Regions from separate parts of the Mus musculus genome. Here region 1 is linked to region 2. The links are chromatin contacts, called in public HiChIP or PLAC-seq maps. All regions are on one chromosome and are shown on one strand. Each heading gives the region's core, a stretch centred on a gene start, on an enhancer-like site or on the middle of the called end of the contact. The rest is flanking DNA. Distances are from core to core; before and after follow the strand shown. Region 1 holds the start of Spag5 (sperm associated antigen 5). Region 2 holds the start of Coro6 (coronin 6).

Region 1 (3,569 bases), core at 949-3,448, 840 kb before region 2:
ATTTATGCCAATGGGAGACTCTACCTTGACTATGACCCTGCCACGTCCTTTTCTAATTCCAACCAACATCTTAAGAGATATGGTAGGGGCTGGAGAGATGGCTCAGCGGTTAAGAGCACTGACTGCTCTTCCAGAGGTCCTGAGTTCAAATCCCAGCAACCACATGGTGGCTCACAACCATCTGTAATGAGATCCGATGCCCCCTTCTGGTGTGACTGAAAACAGCTACAGTGTATTCGTATAGATAAAATAAATAGATAACTCTTAAGAGAGAAAGAGTGGGGGGTAGGAGAGACTGAACAGAGGATGGGAAATGTTTCAAGTGCTCTCAGAATCTAGAGTTACACCAGAATAACTCAGAGATCACTCCAGGAATGCCAGCTGGTGGTGGCACATACCTTTAATCCTAGCACTCAAGAGGCAGAGGCAGGTGGATCTCTGAGTGGCCAGCCTGGTCTTCAGAGTGAGTTCTGGGACAGCCAAGTCTACACTGAGAAACCCTGTCTCAAAAAAAACCAAAGCTGGGCTGGTGAGATGGCTCAGTGGGTAAGAGCACCCGACTGCTCTTCCAAAGGTCCGGAGTTCAAATCCCAGCAACCACATGGTGGCTCACAACCATCTGTAATGAGATCTGATTCCCTCTTCTGGAGTGTCTGAAGACAGCTACAGTGTATTTACATATAATAAATAAATAAATAAATAAATATTTTTTAAAAAACCAAAGCCAACCAAACAAACAAAAATCTTGAGTTACTAAAGACAGAATAAAGTTAATGAAATAGGATTGCGGGTATAGTTTAGTAGTAGTGTAGTATCCATCTAGCAAGCACAAAGACCTAGGTTTAATACCCAGCACCATAAAATAACAAAATCATGGTCAAAGAAAAAAAAAAGCAAACTTTCATATTTTGAAAGAATGGTAGGCTTCCTGGTTCTCCCTATAGGAAGAGGAAATGATAGCAATTTCTTCAGGACAATTTCCCAAGTAAGTTCTACAAAATGTCTTTAAAGAACCCAGTGGGTCAAACTCCTCTCTTGACAAGTTTTACAAAAGCAGTTTGTACTATTTCTCTTAAGTCATTTGACAAGTAATTAAAAAAAAATCTAAAACATTAAAAAAAAAATCTAAAAGTAGAAAAGAAGCTGAGTGGTGGTAGTGGTGGCTGGCACCCTTGATCTCCGAACTGGAGAGGCAGAGGTAGGCAGATCTCTGAGTTTCAGGCCAGCCTGGTCTACAGAAAGTGTTTCAGGACAGCCAGGTCTACACAAAGAAACTCTGTCTCAAAAAACAAAAACAAAAACAAACAAACAAAACCCAAAACAACAATAATAGTAACAGTAACAATAGAAAACCTTCTAACTAAAAGGTACAGCTCAATATAGGCAATTCTGCAAGGTAATAGTTTAAAGTATTGGATACAGGAAAATTCTAACTACCCCATAGGATAGATGGATATGGTTTCAACTCTTGGAGACAGATCTCTCCATAAATGTGCCAGTATTTCTCGGGAATTTGGTATAGGTCAAAAACAAGAAAAGAGGTAAAGAAAAAAAAAAATCGAACCCAGCTAAATAGAGGTGTGGGTTCTCAGTGGATTCGTTTTAACCACCCCAGGGCACCTCTCTGTTGGCCTGAATAGCTGTAAATGGATGTCACGGAAGTGGAAGACTTCATTATCGTTATTAATTACGTTCCAGCTTTGGCCCTCTGTTCCTCTGAGCATCTGAGCCTGGGCAAACAGCCCAGTTGTGAAGCTAAAAATCTCACCTTCAGCTCCAGCCTGCACAGGTATGGGGTCAGCGCGGAGATCATAGAGGGACCTTTCCCTGAATCGGCGAGGGCCTCGGGCTGTAGTTTAAGCTCTCGGAGAGGAGTACTCATAGCTGGCTTCCCCTGAGAGAGAAAGCGAGTGTGAGGAAAGCTGGTCTCGGCCTCCCGGAGTGTTTTCCCACAACCGCTAGGCCGGGGCGGACAATGCCTCCCGCTGCCCCACTTCGTCCGGAGCCGGACTTCACCGGCCTCGGCCCCGCCCGGCCCCGCCCAGGTAGCGCCCTGTCTGCCGGAGTTCTCTCCTCACCTTTTGGGGCGAAGGCGACAAACCGAGATTCAGTGTTTTCACCCTCCACATTTTCAACTCGATCACTTAACCAGACCAAGTCGAAATGGCCACTTTCACCCGCCGCCTCTATTTGAACCCAATACGCACTTCGGGATTGGCTGCGGGGCCGCGGTACGTATGGTGGGCGGGACCTGCGCGCGTCACGCCCCCACGAGCCGCTCAGCCTAACGCCTCCACTGAAGCACCCATCTGGCAGGCTGGTGTGTCTGTGGGCTGCTGGAGAGTCGTGGAGTCCTGTTTCAGTGGCTCCGTTCCCCCGGTTACCGAGTGAGCCGCACTTCCCCCAGGGTTGGGCTGTCCAGGCATAGGTGCCAGTTTCATAACGGCCAGAGGGAGTTCCTAAGTGCCCAATTTCGGCCTTCAGGTAACCGCCTCTTCAGAATTTCTGGGCCTTTCTTGTGTCTAACCTCGGAGCCTACTGTAACAAGATCACTAGAATAATAGTTGATATTTACTTTACTGTGCATTTATGGTGATCTGTTTCAAGTGCTTGCTATATTAATAACTAACTCTCTCACACACATACACACTCTCACACACACAAACAGCGTGTCCCACACCACCACTGCCTGGCCCTCAGCCTCTTGAATGATGAAATCACAGGCCAATTTAGAAGTGTTAATGTATGAAGAAAAAGAAGAGAACCAAAGAAGAGCTTTAATGTTAGAAACTGTAGGGTTCTGTCAGGGTATGCGCGCCCATCAGGAACTGTACTGGTCAGTAACTTTCTGCGGGCTGCATGTAGCTCTGAATTCTTCAAATGGGAATATAATACAGGTGTGAAATGCACATTGCATTTCAGACCTTGTATGGAAAAACTATTTTTTTAATGTTAATTGCATACTGAAATATTTTTAGATATGCTAGGTTAAATAAAATATATTAAAATTTCTTGTTTTAAACCTTTTGAACATGGGTGACAATTTTAAAATTATGTAAGGGGAAGAATGGGGCAATGACTCCATCTTAGAGCTTGTCAGGAAAGCTTGAGGGCCTGAATTTGGATCTCCAATACCCAATAAAAAGCCGGGCATGGTGGTGCACACTTTTAATCTCAACACTGAAGAGGCAGAAGCAGGTGGATCTCTGTGAGTTCGAGGCCAGGATGGTTTACACAGTGTGTACCAAGACAGCCAGGGCTACATAGATCCTGTTAAAAAAAAAAAGGGCTGGGTGCAGCAGTTTTTGCCTGTTCTCCTAACAACATGGGGGCTGAGGCAGAAATGAGAGGATCCCCTGGGGTTTGCTGCTCAGTTAGTCTAATGAATCAGTGAGTTCTGGGTTCAATAACAGAAAATGTCTTGAAAGATAAAGTCTAGAGTGATTGAAAAAAATATGTAATGTTGACCTCTGGTTCCACAAAGCCCTACACATGTGAGCAAGCAGGTAGACAGGTACATGAACATGTACAGACATATAAGTTATACTAACTTGTGTTTCATTTCTTCT
Region 2 (3,700 bases), core at 415-2,914:
GCCCAGCACTTGTTAAGTAAATGGTCAACCAATGAGCTGCATCCCAGGCCCTTGCTCTCCTGTATGTGGTTTTGAAGTGGGCAGTAGATTTGTTTACCTCTCAAATCTGTGTTATTAGTTTTCTCTTTGCAGACCTTTTTCAGAATTTAACCCCACCCCCACCCTCAGTCTACTCTTTGAACTTTGCTGGAGATGCACAGTGTGAATGCCTTTGTATTAGGAAGTCTGATTCAGAGAGACAGGCTGACCTAACAAAGTACCCACAGCAGGACACGGAACCCAGACTCAAGTTAAGGTCTCATTATGTTGATTAGCCTAGGCTGATCTTGCCTCGGTCTTCCCAGTGCTGGGCTCATGGGCGTGAACCCACATGCCCTGTGAGGAGGATGTGCTTGAACCTGTCCCCCAAGTTGGAGGACCTTTGGCAAGCCCCTGGAGAGAGAGGTCTGAGTGAGTGACTCTGACGGCAGTGGCTTAGCCCCTGGGGCAGACCTCTCCCTTGGTTTCACCTTGGAGTCATAGGCAGCACGCAGTCTTGGTGCTGAGTGTCCCTTACCAGGGGCTGGCACTCGTCTTTCTTTTTGTCTTCATGAGTAAGTTGTGGGAGCTCTGAAGACTCTGCAGGGGTTGGCATTGGCCCAAAGCACATAGTCTGGGAGAGAGGGTGACTAAATGCCATTGACATGGCAGTCACACTGGGGGAGGAGGTGGCTCGGGCTGAAATGTGAGCCCTTGGGATGCTGTCTCTGGATGGTGTCTGCATTGTCCAGCGTGAGTCATAGGCTATTGTCAGGCCTGTCCTGACCCCACCACTTGTGAGGTCTTCTTTAGCAAGGTATAGGGCTCAGTATCTAGGTCAAGGTTATGCTTTGGGGTATCTCTCCTGGGGTACAGATGGCTACGTGTCTGCAAAGGTGGCAGTCAGTGCCTGGCCCTTTCCCTCATGTGCAGGGGAGGGAAGGCTCTGACTATTGTAACTTCTCTTTTTAGTTTCATCCCACTCCCAGGATCAGAGTCTGAACACCTCTCTCTCTCTCTCTCTCTCTCTCTCTCTCTCTCTCTCTCTCTCTCTCTCTCTCTGTATCTCTGTCTCTCTCTGTTTCTGTGTGTGTCTGTGTGTCTCTCTCCATCTCTCTGACTCTGCCTTTCTCTGACACTAGGTAAAGATAAGGTTAGAGTCTGACTGGACCTTGGTCTGCTGTATCCCAACCATCTCCATCACTAACACCCATCTTGGTTTCTGCTAGGAACACAGTGCTCTGTGGCCTAGAGATCGGGCGCACAGGTCACGCTGATGTTGCTGTTCTCCACCATTCTTTGTGGGTTTGGCAAAGACAGAGTACCCAGTCCACACAGACTGCCCTTCTGGAGGCCTGGACTTCAGTGAGAAAAGGCTAGTGTGGGATATATCCCAGAGACCCTAGCCAGTGCCCTCCCAATTGCTTTCTTCCCCTCACCCCTCACCTTGGCCAGAGGCAGGACAATGAAGGCACCTCCACCTCCAGCCTCCACAATAATGGCTAGAAATTTGGGGTTGACGGCACAGAAGGCGCTGTCCCATGTGACCTTGGATACCCGGATGTCCTCATAGGCCTGGTCAGCCTTTGCTGCCTGACCAAACACGTGGCGGAACTTGCTCTGCCGAACAACACGCCGGCTCATGGCTGGGGCAAAGATAGGGAGTATCAGAGTCTAGAGGCACGTTGGTCCTTAATCCTGCGAGCTGTGGAAGGGAGGAGTGAGTGAGTAGGATTATCTGGCCAGGATCTTCAAAGTGACCAAAGTTGGAGGCTGGTTTTTGACATCTGTCTCATGTTGTTTAATATGAGGGACAAGGATGGGGAATCTCACCGCTTCTTAGACACACAGGCTAGCCGGGATAGCAGAGGCTGACACAGGGCTGAAACTTCCTCCAAGACCTAATGTTTTGAGGAGGAATATCAGGGGGTCCCCTCATGCTGCTAGTCATGTATGAGACCTCTTTGCAAGTGTTTGTCTCTCTGAAAGGCTCCCCACCCAACACCTTCTCTTTTAGTCAGTGGACCGTAGCTCAAGGCTAGGTAGGACTGCAGCCCTCAAGATCCCATATTCACATCGCTGAGTTCAAGCCGGTGTGTCTTTTTCTACAGCTTGGCCAAGAGAAGAGGTCCTTTTGTTAGCCCTGCTTCCTACTCTTTTTAAAAGATTCCTCCGGTGGTGTGGGGTATGTGGGAGTAGGGCGATCTTCCTTCTGTCTATTTCCCCATGCACTGATTTCTCCGGATGGGGTGGGGTGGGGGAGTCCTGGCTATGGTCATCTGACACAAATATCATACTTTGGTCCAGCCTCTTGGGTGCGATGCCTGGGCTGGCTAGTCCGTTCTCTTGAGGGTGGGGGCCCTCGACCCCACCTGCAAGGACCAGATGTGCAACCAGGGAGGAGGTGAGGTCCTCTTTCTGGTTCTACGACTTCGGCTTCTGGAGCTAGGAGCTTAGCAATGCTTGCTACTTTTCCCAAGGGGACACAGCAGGTTCTCCCAAAGGCCAACTGCTTCCTGCCCCTCCCCTGCCCGGGCATCCTTGTGCCCTTCAAACCACTTCTGTAGCCCCAGGCCTGAAGGCCGGCCTACTCGCCCCCTCCTCCAGCCTCCTGCCCCGGCAGTGCGTTCCTGTGAGACTAGGTGTCTCCTCGCCAGCCGCTGTCCGGCCAAATATAGACACCAAGTCCGCCCTGACGAACTGAATTTAGCGGCGGGGGGGGGGGGGGGCGCAGACCTCTGCCCCCTCCAGAGACCCCGCCCGCGCCGTTGGCTGCGGTGGCGGAGGCAGGGAGGGGGGTACCTGGTCCTAAGCCGGGCGGGGGTGCTCACGCTGCGACTCCTCTGCGGAGCGGGCCGGGGTATGCGAAGGGCCGAGGAGGCGGCGTCCGTGCGTCCGGGCCAGGGTGTTCCGGCCGCTGCCTGCGGCTCTCGGCTGCGGGCTCCGCTGCAGTCCCAGCTGCTGCTGCCATCAACCTGAGGGGGCGGGGCCGGACGGGGGCAGGGCCAGGCCAGAGCGGCTACGCCCTGTCCAGCGCGCGAAAGTCCGGCGGGCGTCTCAACTCCGCTGTAAAAAGGGAAAAGTAAGTGTGCGTGCGCTGGCGGGGTGTTCGTGCCTCGTGTCTGCCACCGTCCCTCGCATACAGGTTCGGGAGGCGCTTGGTCCAAAGAGAGACACGGAGAATGGGAGCCACCGCGCGAGATCAGGTGCCTGCGCGCCGCATTCCTGCCGCAATCGCGCAGCTAATTTAGTCGTTCCCAGCGGGCGGGGTTGTCCCCAACAGCCACGACCCGCCGCGAAGAGGCCTCAGAAGATACTCTGGGGGAATCGTCTCAGTAGCTTGATGAGGGTCTACGTTGACCCAGGGCAATTGATGAGGCTACCGCTGTTATTAACATCGATGGCGATTGTTTGAGAACTTAAAACTTTGGCACCGGTATGGGCATTTCATCCCTATTAGAAGGTTCTATGAGCCACAGCTTAAGCCAGGCAGAGAAAAGTAAACTAACTCCCAGCACTGGGTTCAAGGGGAAGATGTTGGCACAGATATTTGGCCATATTTTAGAGGTCAGAGAGACCAACTCTGAAGATGTTTAGCCTTCTGGTCTTTGAGATGATCCCTTTATTTTAGGGCAGAATTCCTCACCCCCAAGACCCAGTCTTGAGTAGTGTTCAAGGTCAA

The links. HiChIP or PLAC-seq counts read pairs in DNA pulled down with a chosen protein or histone mark.
Region 1: a contact with region 2 is called in a FOXA1 HiChIP or PLAC-seq map of pancreatic cancer cells. The contact joins the promoter of Spag5 here to the promoter of Coro6 in region 2. A contact is called at or near these places in 1 of 115 datasets of contacts at active chromatin or transcription factors (pancreatic cancer cells) and 1 of 9 other capture datasets (adipose tissue).

What each region holds. Positions count from the first base shown.
Region 1 is chr11:78,300,220-78,303,788 of GRCm38.p6, reverse strand. Spag5 (sperm associated antigen 5) reads right to left here and starts at 2,198. Exons shown (of 24, transcript NM_017407.3): 1 at 2,079-2,198; 2 at 1,769-1,894. The coding sequence starts at 2,129. It overlaps Gm3948 (predicted gene 3948), which reads left to right and starts at 2,278. Exons shown (of 4, transcript NR_166889.1): 1 at 2,278-2,484.
Region 2 is chr11:77,461,875-77,465,574 of GRCm38.p6, reverse strand. Coro6 (coronin 6) reads right to left here and starts at 1,664. Exons shown (of 10, transcript NM_139128.2): 1 at 1,465-1,664. The coding sequence starts at 1,662.